Linked DNA regions of Hordeum vulgare: region 2 is linked to region 1. Evidence: chromatin contacts called from public Hi-C data. All regions are on one chromosome and are shown on one strand. The core of a region is the stretch at or near the end of the contact, and the rest is flanking DNA. Distances in the headings are between cores, read along the strand shown. Region 1 overlaps LOC123443928 (glycerol-3-phosphate acyltransferase 1). Region 2 holds the start of LOC123443930 (probable receptor-like protein kinase At2g42960).

Evidence for each region. A called contact is a pair of places that touch in the nucleus more often than the background predicts.
Region 2: a contact with region 1 is called in a Hi-C map of seedling, with 4 times the contacts expected there. The contact joins the promoter of LOC123443930 here to the enhancer-like site in region 1. A contact is called at or near these places in 1 of 6 Hi-C or Micro-C datasets (seedling) and 1 of 1 datasets of contacts at active chromatin or transcription factors (embryo).

Annotation. Positions count from the first base shown.
Region 1 is chr3H:385,513,065-385,520,375 of MorexV3_pseudomolecules_assembly, reverse strand. LOC123443928 (glycerol-3-phosphate acyltransferase 1) reads right to left here. Exons shown (of 2, transcript XM_045120492.1): 1 at 7,275-7,311. Among protein-coding and RNA genes, the nearest start is that of LOC123443928, 4.5 kb to the right of the region's middle. Within about 2 kb of position 3,020, at least 1 of the 3 cell types and tissues checked has open chromatin away from gene starts, as enhancers often do. A contact at or near this core is called in seedling, where this site is marked.
Region 2 is chr3H:386,213,618-386,220,928 of MorexV3_pseudomolecules_assembly, reverse strand. LOC123443930 (probable receptor-like protein kinase At2g42960) reads right to left here and starts at 2,890. Exons shown (of 9, transcript XM_045120493.1): 1 at 2,526-2,890; 2 at 2,358-2,405; 3 at 1,308-2,041; 4 at 1,112-1,216; 5 at 178-300; 6 at 1-107. The coding sequence starts at 1,972.

The sequences.
Region 1 (7,311 bases), core at 1,771-4,270:
ATTTGTATAATTTTTTGCTTCCGCCGCAGTCGGTCTCGTTGGTCAAATTTATGATCAAATTTAGATCTCGAAAAACGAGGTCACATTATATTATGGAATGAAGAGAGTATCATATAACCAAATATCATTAAAAATAATTCTAATCAATTCCCACAACAATAATACGGGGTACAATTTCTATTTTGTAGACGACAATTCAGATATTTCTACAATGAATGGTTTCTCAAGCCAAACACAATTTACACACCGTTCATGGTTGGATTGTTCCTGAATTAAAGGCATTTTAAAATGAAAACAAAATTTAACATGTACATGCTAGTAAAACTAGGAAAAGGGTCCGTACATTGCAATGGGTGCATAATAAATTTATTAATTGGTTAACCTTAATGCCATAAACTTATATTTTTAGTATTTGTATGCAACATATAATATTGTTGGATTTTTTCCTTTTGGTTAAATTACTCTTAATTTTTTTTCTTCTTCCTACACCCAATCTATTTTTCTCCTAATCCAAGGCTGCTATCACCACTGGTTACACAACCGCTCAAAGTCTTCTGCACATTTTTTTTCTCTTCGGAGACATGGGTCTCTTTCTGGTTTTCTCTTCAAACACACACACACATATTTAACCTGTCATTAACTCACAGCTAATTAATCACGTTTTTATAGCCACCTATAGCAATCTTCTTTTAATTAGCCCATCACATAAGAAATAATAAGGAATCCTCTCCTTGTCAGCTCCTTTTCTTCCTTTTTTTGCCAATACAATTCCCGACCGTTTCCTATTCAGCGTTGCAGCATCCGGTTTCTTCTTGTTTCTGTTAACCGGCGCCTGCAGCAGGCTTAGTTGGGCTCGGCCTGCGATTCGAACCTGCAACCTCATCGCCGATGGCGCGGTGCGATCGCTACGCAAACCAACAGGCTGCATTTACCTCACGTGTTCAGCGTCATCTTTCCACCCCTTTCTTGTTATATCTTTTTTCCTATTTTTCTTTTTTCTTTTCTTTCTCGGATAATTCTTTTCTTTTTTAATAAATTGAATGAACTTGTTTTTTGAAAAACTTATGATTTTTTTAAAAATTAATGAACCTTTTTAAAAATAGATGGTTTTTTTTAAAAACAATGATTTTTTATTTAAAATCGGTAGTTTTCTTTTTCAAACTAGATGCACATTTTAAAAATCCGGTGAACATTTTTAAAATTTGACGAACTTATTGAAACAGTTTATAAACATTTTCTAAATTGGTTGAGATTTTTTTAAATCAATTTACTATTTTTAAATTCGACAAACATTTTTCAAAATCAGAGAAGTTTTTTTGAAAATTTGAAGAACGATTTTCAAAATACTTTTAATTTTTATTAAATTTGATGAACGTTTTTCAAAATCACTGTACTCTTTTAAAAATTGTTGAACATTTTTCATAATCCATTAACCATTTTCAAATTCGGTGAACGTTTTACAAAGTCACTGAACTTTATTTCAAATCCAATGAACATTTTTAGAAATTGATAAACTGTTTTAAATTCGATGAACTGTTTTCAGATATGAACTTTTTTCGAAATTGATAAACTGTTTTAAATTCGATGAACTGTTTTCGGATAAATGATCTTTTTTCCAACATCGATGAGCTTTTTTCGGATTCGATGAACTTTTTTCCAAGATTGATGAACTTTTTTTTGAAATCAATGAACTGTTTTATTGTGAACTATTTTTAAAAATGAATGAAGATTTTTCAAAATCGATGAGCTTAGTTTCTAAAATGATGAACTTTTTCTAAAATAAGTGAACAGTTTTCAGAATTGAATGGACTTTTTTATAGTTTGATGAACTATTTTACAAATTACCCAATTGTTTTTTCAAATTTGATGAACATTTTTAAAAACCACGAACATTACTAGTTTTTTGTGTTTTTCACAAATTCAAAAATGCTATCCAGTGCAATTTGTTTCGTAATATATTTAGCCTTTTTTTTAAATGAACTTATTTTGAATCCATGAACTTTTTCCATTGTGAACTTTTTATTGAATACGTGAATTTTTTTGCATGGTCGTAAACTTCATTTGTAATCTATGATTATGAACATGTTTTCGGTTAATTCAAAAAAAATTGGACTGTACATTTAGTGCGCAATAAATAGCACATCTACTATTTTATTCTTAAATGTTTCTCACTAAGAGCAACAACTGACAGATCATTGATCTAGTGGTTAGCTTGTTCGAATCCTGGTCGACGACCATTTTTTCAGAATTTTTACGCGCCGCGCTTGTTCTTGGGCCGGCCCATCTAGACAAGACTGTGGGATTTGGTTGCGTTCCCGGAGCTCCCAAATTCCCGCGGCTTTCCTTCCTTTTCTTGCCTACATAATCCCCGCGTAGATGCCGCTTCTTTTCTGCCTTTATTTTTATTTCCTATAATCCTTTATACTTTTTGCAAGTAGTTTTCAAAATTTGTGAACATTTCTAGAAACATTTTTTTGAATCGGCGAACATTTCTAGAATCAACGAGCAATTTCAAAAATTAAAGATTTTCTTTTAGAAATGCATGACTTTTGTCGTATCAATGAACAAATTTTGAATTAATAAATAATTTTGTATGTTACGAACATTTTTAAAAAATTTATGATTGTTTCAATTTATGAACATTATTTGAATTGCTGCAGTTTTATTCAATTTTAACAATTTTTAGTACCCGTTATTTTACAAAAATAATGTACTTTTTTACTTTTGAGTATTTTAAAAACATTTGTGAAAGTTTTTGAATATGCGAATAATTAAAAAAATAAAAGTAGCAAACATTTTCTGAGCCCACAAACATTTTTGAGTTGTGTAAAATTTTATTTCAAATTTATCTATTATTTTTTGTTTTCCCATAAGTTTTTTGAATGATCAAATTATTGAATGTAGAACACTACAAAATAAAGATGGAAAAAACGAAAAATAAAGGCCGCCCTGACATGGACGACCCGAACAGGATCGTTGTGTCTTCCCCCAGCATGCGGAGCGCAGTATAGGACACCAACTGCATGGGCCGGCCCAGACCGGGATTCTCCGGTGTAAACCCTTTTTTCACTTACGAGCGAGATTGTGGGTAATTATTGACGTTTTTAGGGGTAACTTGAATGACGGACTACCAGAAAGTGCTTTATTATTTGATAAAGATATGTATACAGCACAATATTTAATGAAAAAATGTCTTTTATTTTGCTTGAGTGAAAAAGACACACTTGAGTGCTTCTAAATAGCTTTTCATGACATATTTTTGGTCTTCTACGCACATGGCAAAAAAGTTATCTTTTCATAGAACCTTTTTTCGCGCATATAAACTGTGGGGATGTACGCGTGGAAGAAAAATTGGATTGTTTGTCATTTAGAAATATGTTTTCCGAAGTGAATTCATGTGTACTCGGATTCATCCATGTTTTATTTGTAAGAACGGACCAAAACTACAACACAAAACAGACCATGCACCACCTTGTCCGTTTGTTTTGAAAAAATATATGCAAAATGGGCAGATAGAGGGGAAACAAAACGACCTCCCACAATTTTCTCCTCCCCACATGAGCACTCCCGCGTCTAGGGTTTCCACACCTCATGTGTGCCGCCGAGCTGCCTCATTTCTGTAGCCTTAGGGCAAAGGAGTAGTGGCAGATCCCGATCCTTTCTAACAAGAGGAACTTTGCTTTGATTTTTTATGTTATTAGTCTATTTAGGGCTTGTCTATTTAGCTTAGTAAGGCGAGGCGACGACAGCAACTTCTTGAAAATGGAATAAAGTTCTCCCACCAAGCCCCTGTCTCGGCGTTGCGTCTAACATCATCGGAGGGCATGCGCAGGTGTGTCTCTGGTGGATCTAACGAGATGTTGTCGGTGTTTGTCTTTGGCGGATCTTCATGGATATTGTCTCCGCTCCTCTATGCTTGTGTGTCTACATATTGGACCTTTCAATCCACACTTTTCTTCATTGTTGACGTTTGCTAGTCCGGTGCGTTGGTATTTTGGGGGCTTGGCACAATAACTTTTCAACTGTCTACTATAACAAGGTTTATCTTTAGGATGCTTCCTCAAAGGAGGGGGATAATTTATCCTCTTACACATACCATTGTTCACCGTACATGCAGAGGGGGATAATATTACTATATGTATAGTAGGGTGCAAGGAGGATGCATGAGGTCAAAAGTTCACTTATAAACTCATTTTTCGTTGTTTGGAAGAGTGTATGGGCTCTCCTCGGCTATGCTTATGTGATGAATAAAGGCTCATAGCTATGCTGAGACGAGAACACCCTAAAAGTTCGGTCACATAACAACAAGCACGACTCTGATCGCGAAGTCCAAACTCACAGATTCCCACCTACAACCACGAACGTACGAGGAACCCTCACCCCTTGTGACCCCCCTTCTCCTCCCACATGGCCTCGTCTCCTCTCCTGAGCCATGGACAACTCGTCCTCGAGTCCGTTGCTTCTACTCGCTACCATCCGCCTCCCCCATGATGCCCTACTCGCCACCCGCCGCCACCCCTAGTCGTCACTGCCCCTGCCCGCCTCCCAATACTCACATGCTCCCATGTTCAAAAAAATTGATTATTTCAAAAGAATCTAAAAGAAAAACAACATGTGTCTACTCTAGAAAATCCAGGTAACTGGAGGTCAAGATGCATAAGAGATTTTTTTTGGACATCTTCCATACCGTGGACCGCGCATGACGTATGGCTTTTCATTCTAGCTAGAACAAACACTGAATTTGCTTGGCTGGATTTTCCTCTAGACCATCGCGGGACTACATTTTTTTTGTTTTGAGTTTTCACATTTATTCCTCACATAACATTTTTCCTAATAAAATTATACAACTATGTAGAATACACTTCTATATACATGGAAAATGTTTTTAGAATATTTTGACATACATGTCATGGATTTGTTTTATAAGCAATCATTGGAGCTCGGGCTCGGTTGCTCCCTTTCCAAAAGAAATGTTTTCCACCTATCTAAAATTATCGAAATCAATCTCATATGTAAATGGCATAGTTATCAAAATTAATCTATGCTCAATTCGGGCAAGTCTTTATTATCTTTCTTTGTTCATGGTTGGTAAAACGTCTCAGAGGACCCGGACCATCATTAAAGCAAAACCTGAAAATGAAGTCTGGCCTGGCTCGACAAAAGCTCAAGTGATTGCGTTGCCATCACCAACTAATGAACCTTTTCCTTTTACTAATTTGTTGAAAAGGCGCTCCTCACTTTGATTCTGGATTGACCGGATGCTATAAGACGAAGTTCTATGCTTTCTAGCCCGTTTTGTAAGTTGTGAAAAAATGCTGTAGTAAATTGTGAATGTTCGCATGTGAATGTTCATAAGGAATGTGACTATATCCTCTAAAAATTTCAGGTCCACACTCGAAATGTACATTGAGAAAAAAAACAAATTTAAATGTGAATAGTGTTGAATGTTGCTTTTATCTTTGCATGACACTATTCATGATAGATTTTACATTTTGTTTCTGAACGTGCATTTAGAGTTTGGACCTGAAATTTTTAGGAGTTATAGTCACATTCTTTGTAAACATTCATATATTTTTCCAGAATTTTGTGACACGTTTGAAATTGATTTTTTTGAAGTTGGAGCATGGAGCACTTGATATCCCCCCTCCCCCTGGGAGGAAGCACAAGGTTTTAACTGTCACCAAACATACTAAAGGTTCGCATGTACTGACCACCACAGATTGGATCTGAGATCGGGCAGTCCCAGTTTCAGGCCAAGTTTATCCATCTCTATTCCAGTAAAAGAAAGGTTTATCCATTCTGCAACGTGTAACTAGAGACCCGTTCTCCAGCCCATAATAGCAAAAAAAAGGTTGTAGTGCTAAAAACTAAATTTGAGTTGCCTAGTGTCGCCCCCAACGTGGTGCAGCTTACTATTCCTAGAGAAAAGTAGCCCACTACAGTACTTTTTCTTGCCGACCCCACACCTATCATGCTGCGACGTACTAGGAGACAGCGAGTTCTGCCCGCGCGGTACGGTCACGTCGTTTTACTCCAAACATTATTGCAGGCTGATTTTCTTTTGCGAGGGAATTAATGCAGACTGATTTTTTTGCGAGGGAATTAATGCAGGCTGATTTTTTTTTGCGAGGGAATTAATGCAGACTGTTGGGAGCGCGATAGCTGAAAGTGATAAAAAGGTACTGTACGGCTTTTAAAAAAAGATACTGTACATATGTGACTTAGGTTGTTCATAATAAAAATATCATAGATAGTATCATGCATGTCAACTACTATGTGTCTTATATAATAATAAATAAATTAATATATGATACTAACATATGATACTATGTATTACAAATGTGGTATCATAGACTAGTATCATATATATGATACTAGTATATGATACTCCCTCCGTTCCTAAATATAAGACATTTTAGAGATTTCATTAATAGACTATATACGGAGCAAAATGTATGAATCTCTACTCTAAAATATGTCTATGTACATCCGTATGTAATTCATAGTGTAATCTTTAAAAAAGTCTTATATTTAGGAACGGAGGGAGTACTATTTATTACAACCAGCCTTATCTCCTTATGCTCACAAGACAAGAGTCTCTTTCTCTATTATTCCTTGGAACTGCTCAGAAATCCGTTGGTGCAAATGGATACGCACTATTCCTCTCCCCTCATCTGTACATGGTGTTTCAGGCAAAAATGCTAGACTTACGTAATTCATTTACTAAATCCTACGTAACATGCCTAACTAAATTGTCTTGGCCCCTGATTTTTATGGGTGTGGGCCCTTCCACTTCCTTCAATCCAATCCCATGTCTTCACGTTTTCAATTACGTAAAAAACCATAGTACTACGTTAGTTTAAGTAGGTTTCGTGTTTTAGATGTTGGCATAGTAATTGTAACTTTGTAAGGGCCAAAATGACCACTCCCTGTTTTTTGCTTGTTTTAAGGTTGTTCACCACATATACACCATGTGCAGGTGACCATGTGGTCACTCCTTTTTAATCTATTTTCCTAGGTGCAAATCCAACAAAACTGCAGGGGCACCATGTTGGCTTGTAGTAGCATGCAAGACAATGCAAAACGGGATACTCTGAACGTTGGAAATGAAGAAGTCATCACCTGGGAACGTTGGGACTACTCTGAACATGATACTCTGAACGTTGGGACTAGGTAGCAGTAGGTACGTAGTGGTGATGAACTTAAGACAATCGTACGTACACTAGTACTATATTTATAGTAATAATAAAGAGAAAAAGCGCGAACGAGTGCACCTTGCAGTAGGGAGCGCAGAGGTGGTCGGAGCTCCCG
Region 2 (7,311 bases), core at 1,641-4,140, 700 kb before region 1:
CAAAGTCAGAGACCTTGCCATTGAATTCATCATCAATCAAAATGTTGCTTGATTTTATATCCCGGTGAACAACTTTTGGTTCTATAGCTTCATGAAGGTAAGCAAGTCTGCAATCAAACGAATTTAGACAACAGAAAGGATATGTATTTTATGGACTTAGCAACTGTCGAAACTTACGCTTTTGCAGTGCCTATAACAACTTTCATGCGATTATCCCAGGTAAAAACACCATGCTGGCGCATAGCTCCATGAAGCCACTGCTCTAGGTTACCATTGTTCACAAACTCATAAACCAACATCCTATCAAAAAGAAATCACCGTTATATTTTGCTTAGGTGCATTCTAAAGATAAAACCCGACAATGACGCAAGTGATGGCAACTTTTGTCTCAGAAGCAAATGATCACAGATTACACAAAAGGCAGTCAACTGTCACTAAATAGGGAAGTATACAAAAGTATGGTACATATGGTCCCTGAGCAGCAGCATATACTAGGCCAACACAAATAACACATGATGCTCCAGTGCTATATAATAATTCACTAGTTTTTGCTGAAATCACTAGTTGTCAAATGATCTATGCACATTTTTCCACACATGGCATCAAGTGGAACATTTCTCTAGGTAAATCAAATTCATACTCAACCCACTTGATCCCACCATCTCTACTTCTCCATGTTGTAAATTGAATTGCATTTTGCTAAATTGTACACCTGGAGCGAGAGGCTGACAGGGTAGCCATATTGATAACTATATCTTTTGCAGAAACACAACATATACAAATTTATATTAATGATATACACCCTCCGATCCATATTACTAGTCACTGGTTTAGTATACTCCCTCCATATTTCTAGTCACTGGTTTAGTACACAGTAAGTTCTAACTATGTACTTAACCAGCGACAAATAAATATCTCAACAAAAAGAGTTAGAGTCCCAGTTCCCTCATCGTTTTACCAAGGCCCATTTTAGATAGTCCAGTCCTTGCACTAACTTGAGAACAAGTTTTTTCTGAACAACAGACCTAGTTTTTGCCTGTTGTACTGAACTGCCTAGGCAGCTTCTCAAGAAATAATTGAGCAAGTGATTTATGCCTGGCACTTCACATACCTATTCACCCCCTCAACACAGTATCCCAGCAGACGGACCAGATTCTTGTGCCGTACATGGCCAATAGCCTCAACCTCCACTCTGAATTCCTTCTCCGCCTGCCCCCTGCAAACCGCAGGAAGATGCACAACAGCACAATTATTGGAACAAGTATACAGATAGGAAAAGTAGCTATAAACACCGAAAGTGAGCTTACATGTTGTTAAAAATCTTCTTTATGGCCACCTCAGTTCCATTCACCAGACGGCCACGGTACACAACTCCGTAACCACCCTCTCCAAGCACATTCTCCTTTGAGAAGCGGCTGGTGGCGAATTCAAGGTCGCGCAGAGTGAACCAGTGACCCCAACCGAGATGAGAGAACTCAGGAAGGCCAACCAGGGGCGACGCGGACACGAACGCCGCAGGAGAATACGGTTTCCTGCCCTTCCCCGAGCCGGCATCTTCACCGGAATGCACGCTGCCAACCCGGTCCACATTGCACACGGAGCTTCCCTGGCTCACGTTATCGTGATCCGAGGACTTGCTCAATGCCATATGCCCCGCTGCCTTCCCCGGCTCCCGATTCGCGGCGTGCTTGTCCTGCGTTGGGAGGCTAGGCTGCTCACGTTCATGCATCGTCTGCGCAAGGCTGCGCCCACCGCCCACCCTGTCCACCGGGATCTCCTTGGAGTAGATGGGGATCTGCGTCTGGCTCAAGTTCTCCATGGTTCTCTTTGTCTTGCGACGGGACGCCGCCCAGATACATATCATCAGCAGAATGGCCACTAGGAGAGCGACCACACCGATTGCAATCCAGACCCACAATGTAAGGCCAAGAACCTTCCTCGTCATCTCTGAACTCAGACCGGTGGAAACCATGGCGGCAGCCGGCAGTGTGCTAAATTTTGGCACTGCTAGGCATCAGCAACTGTGGACGAATTCTTCTCCCTGAAGGACAGTAGTAAACAAAGTTAGATACGGTTAGGTTGTTGCTGCATCGAGACAATTAACACATCTCGTGTTACAAACAAGCATCTCTGTCCTTGCAAGAGAGAAAGAGAGAAAATCTCCTTGGACGGACGATTTCTGTCCTGTACAATAATTGCTCCGACAGGCACGCACGCGTTTTTTTTTCTTGTCTGCAAGATGCATCGATCTGAGGAGCAAAGACTGGTACTACAATGGAGTGGCAAGAAGGGGAACGAAGATGTCTGATCTCAGTATGGCAGTAGGGCCAGTTGAAAAGGAAATCAAAGTTTATTACCTCTTTGTGCAGCAGAAGCTCCATCCACTCATTCGTCAAGCAAAGAACCTGAGCAAACAAACAAACAGAGAACCATCAAAGAGGGGAAGAAGCGAAATTAAGACGACCCGTAGCGAGCGCTTGATGAAGCTAGAAAGTTGAGACCGGAAAATGCAAGCAAGAACCAACCGCGCGTAGCAAAGCTTCAGAAGAATCCAGCCAGCCTGTGGCAGCAATGGCGAAGGGGGAATCCGAGAGAGAGAGAGAGAGAGAGGTGAGAGGGAGTAAAAGGGGGGAGGATTGGAAGGTGGTGGATGTTGCAGGTGTGACAATTAAAGGCTGGATGAGGAAGACGCGAAGCAGAAACGGGTGAGGGAGGCGATTAAAGAAATGGCGTGGTAGACTGGTGAAAACGGGCGAGAGGAGATGGAAGAAGAGCAGAGAGAGAGAGAGAGAGGTGGAGGGGAGGCAATGTGCTGGTCTGCAGGATAAGGTCAACTGGCAGAATATAATAACTGCATGTATTAGCATGGCGCAGAAAGAGGGTTCATGGATTCAGGCTGGCTGGCTGGCTCGGGACAGCCTTGGCCACTATCTTTTGCTTCCCCCGCCCGCCGGGTCTGCAAATTCTTGGTGCATGCCGGGGCACGCACAGCTGTCGCGAGCTGGTCATCAAATCCCCTCGGGCTTCCCCGGATCCTCTGCGCCAGTCTTTGCCTAGGATATGTTAGCGGATGCTATGCTCTAGTCTGCGGGTCACAAACTTGAAGCGCATACCCCGCATTCCACCCCGATTCACAAAATAACCGTCAAAATGCGGATCGGGGCGAAAAAACTTGCCCGATCAGACCCTGCATCCCGCTCTGGCCCGTTAATATTTTTACGGGGCGCGGCAAAACTTCTCCCCCAACCTCTAGTTTCACGGACTCGGAGGTCGACCCGAGCTCAGCCCCTGTCCGCAACGAGATTTGGCGGGAGGGACATTTCCGCGCGGCCTTTCCCGCTCCCCCACCCCGCCGCCACCATTGCCTCGCCACCGCACGCTCCGGTGCATCCTCCGCGGCCGTCCCTCGCCGCCATGGACGCATCCTTGCTGCCCCCCGTCACCGTCGAGGTCGCGCATGCTCCTTCTCCTCGGGCGGATCTCATCGCCGGCCATGTTGGCCCCGCCGTCGCTCAAGCTAGTGTCGTGCCTGCCCGCAAACGGCAGGGCAACGTGGTCGTGCAGGGCCGAAATCCGGCAGCCCCCGTCGTGAAGGCTCGCGCTCCAGGCGCCAACGCTGTTGCGCGATCTCGGCCGACGGCGGAGAAGGTCACCAAGGCCGCGGGCAGCAAGAGGAAGAGGATTCTGGCTACAAACAAGCCGCCTCCTTCATCCTCTCACTCCATCCCGGAAAGAGATGCCTCGGCGATGTCGTTCAACGGTGCCGCTCCCCCCGCAAGTGAGGTGTTTGACGAAATGGCCAGAAGGTATGCGTCTTCGGTCATGGCCATTTCCTTTTGTTTTCGCCATTTGTTGCGGTAGCTCGTGACTTGTTAATCGTTCAATATAGCGGTGGTTCAAACAATCCAACTTCCGAGTTTGTGAATTTGTTGGACACCAATGTCGTTGACATTGATCAAGCCCCGTTCGCCACATTCGACTACAATGAAACGGAGGGCGGCGTGGATGATCATGGTTGTGAGGACGATTTGGCGGAGATCGAAGCGGAAGCGTATGAGTAATCGCAATCAAAATCTGGGAAAATCCAAAGATCGAAGAACTACACGATGTTGGAAGATCAAGCTTTGATACAAGCATGGAGTGCAGTGTCTCTTGATGCATGCACGGGTACTTCTCAAACCGCCAAGAGATATTGGCAAAGGATCGAAGATCAATACTTCTGCATTATGGCAAAGTATCCCAATAGGACTCCACGCACATTTCGGTCGCTTCAAGGGCGTTGGGAGAATATGAAGCCTATGTGCAGCCGTTGGGCAGCTTGCTTGGAGCAAGTACGCAATGCACCTTCAAGTGGGACCGTGGAATCCGACTATGTGAGTTTGTTTTGCCTTTGTTCAAGTTGAGCATAATCATATTTGCATCATGAGAATTGATTACATCACTTTGTTCACATTGTGTAGGACAAGATTGCCCAACATAGATACAAATAAATGGAATCTTCGGAAGGCAAATTCTTCAAACTAGAACATTGTTGGGAGTTGCTCCAAAAGTGTGAGAAGTGGAAGTTGATCGACAAAGAATCCCCACCGAACAGAGGCTCGCTTACAAACATGGATGAAGATGAGGATGATGATGGCCCAAGAAATTTGAACAAGCCCGATGGCGACAAGAAGACTAAGGAGAAGATGAAGAGAGAGCAAGAAGCATCGAGCTTGAGGGAGAAGATTGATGCCATGGTGCAATCAAACGAGTTGATGTTGTTGAAGTCATTGGAGATCAAGAAAGAGTTGGTCGAGAAGAAGGCAAAAGAGAAGGAAGAAAAGTGGCAATTGCTCAAAGAAGAGGGGCTCCGGAAAGCTGCCATTAAGGAGAGAAGAGCACGCGCCGCTGAAAACAAATCAATGTCCTTGTTGCTCGCCGAAGAGAACAAGATCATGTCAATGAACCGCGATGACATGGACGACCTCACCAAAACATGGCATGATATGGCAAGGAGAGAGATCTCGAAGAGGAGAATGGTCGTGTCGGCCGGCCCGTGTTACAGTTCCGGAGATATTTCTCTGCTCCATATGGTGGCAATGTCGATGGCTTCGGTGCGGGAGTTGGGACAAGCGCCGGAGGTGGATTTGGTGGTGTTGATGAACTTCAAGATAGACTCGATGGCGCGAAGTGAAGATCGACCAAGATGATGCAAGGCCCTCTTTTGCGTTTGTCGTACCGAACTTGGATTTTATTTGTTTGAATTTGAACTTATTTGTGGGAACTTATGTCAAATGTGAGAATTGAGAATTTTATGTTTTCGGGTCGACGCGGCGGTGTCCGAACAGACCCCACAAAAGCCGACCTGTATAAAAGCATATTCCGCAAATATACTTTTCTACGGGTCCGTTTGGGGGGTCTGCATCTGCGGCCGTCCGAGCCAGCCCGCAAAAGTGGTTTCCCCCGAACTGCAAACGCGTTTTGCGGGCCGGTCGGATGCGGGGTCTGCTAGAGTTGCTCTCAGAGCATCTAGAGCTGCGAATGACGAGGGGAGAGAGATGCAGAGTGAATGGGCTCGGGCTGGGCATGGGGAGAAACCCCACGCGACGTTTACACCCCATCAGAGAAGAAGCCCGTTAAACCGTTGGGTTTTCACGAGATTTCGTGTGAGACCGGTCATGAGTCAACATGGCAAATGTATTTGCGTCATTTCATGGTAAATTTTTGTGTTTAAACCTTTTGGAGAAAGAAAACTCAGTTTTGACCTCTTTTTGGAAAAAAAATCTAATCTGACCTCTTTACGTGACGCCAACGTCCCTAGCGTCTGGGTTGCACGGGAGACGCCAGGGACCATGGCGTCTGGTAGGGGGGCCGCTCGATCCGCTCCGTTGTTGACCAGCTGACTTGGCAAAGGGCCAAACGCCAGGGGCCATGGCGTGTGGTCCCCAAGACCCAAACGCCACGCACCCTGGCGTCTCGCTCGGGTAACTTACACAGCCCACGGGAGAGTGGGTGGGACCCACCCCACTTACTCTCCCCAATCCAGCCCGAGCTTTCTCCTCCTACTCTCATTTTCCCCTCTCTCCAAACCTCAACTCCCCCCCTCAAATCCTCTCCAAAAGGTTGTTTCCTTCGGTGGATCTTTCCATCACCTTGTTGCTTGTGGTAATCTCCTTTGATACATCAAATTTGTTCTTTGCTTAAATCTTGTTATTTGCACATATTTTTGAAATCTTGGAGAAACCCTAGTTCATGCCTTTTCCCCTAATTTTTGGTGTCTTTTAGGGTTAGCTGGTTTTATAGTTGGTAATATGGATGTGCTTGTTGTAGCTATAAATATTAGCTTCATGAGTAGAAAGTTTTAAATTTAGGGTTAATTAGTGTTTAGGGTAATGTCATTAGTGTATCTTAACTAATGTCACTAGTGTATCTTAATTAGTGTTTAGGGTATTGTCATTGATGTGTTTAATTCATTCATGGTGTCTTTAGATGGGGAGACTTGTTAATGTTCATTATATGGACAAGGAGGCATTCTTGACTAACAATGCCGATGCCGATGAGGAAGCAATTGTTTTCGGTACAAGTCCTAGCTATGATGAGCTTGTTGCAAAAGTGAGACATGTTTTAGAGTGGATGGACCCCAATGATGGTGTTAAGTTAATAGGAAGGTATGATGTTGGAGTTGGAGCCAAATTTCGCTTGAAAAGTATGCCTATCACCTCTAACTTGCATTGGGATGTGTACAAGGAAAAAGTTTCCCATGATAAGACAAGTCACTTGAACTGTTTGCCACCAAGGTTGAAGCTTCGCGGTTTGCAATTGACTTGAACCGGCCCGTGTCTACCCCAATGACCGAGAGGAGAAGTGTGCCTTTTGTTGAGGATAGTATTGTGATTGATGCCTCCAATGCTTATAGCCAAGCACCAACTAGCCAAGAAAATGACGTTGGTTTTGTATGGCACTAATGCTTGTAGCCAACCACTAACTAGCCAAGCAAATGAAGTTGATGTGATTGCTACTGAGAAAATAATTCAAGAGGATGGTGATGTTGGTGATGATGATGTTGATATGGATGAAGTAGAGGAAGGGTTTCCTGGTATTGATATTGGTAACTTGGATGCGTACATAGCGCAAAAGGATATGGATCGTGAGTTACCTTTTAGGCGTCTATATGGGTATGACTCAGATGACGAAGGTCTTTAGGAAGAATTGGACGAGGATGGATTCACGAAGGAGGAAAACCAAATTCACTTCGAGTTGACTGGCTTGGAAAAAAGAAAACACGTGTTTCAAGATCTAAGCCTCGCTCATAAAGCCGTAGTTGATGGTGGC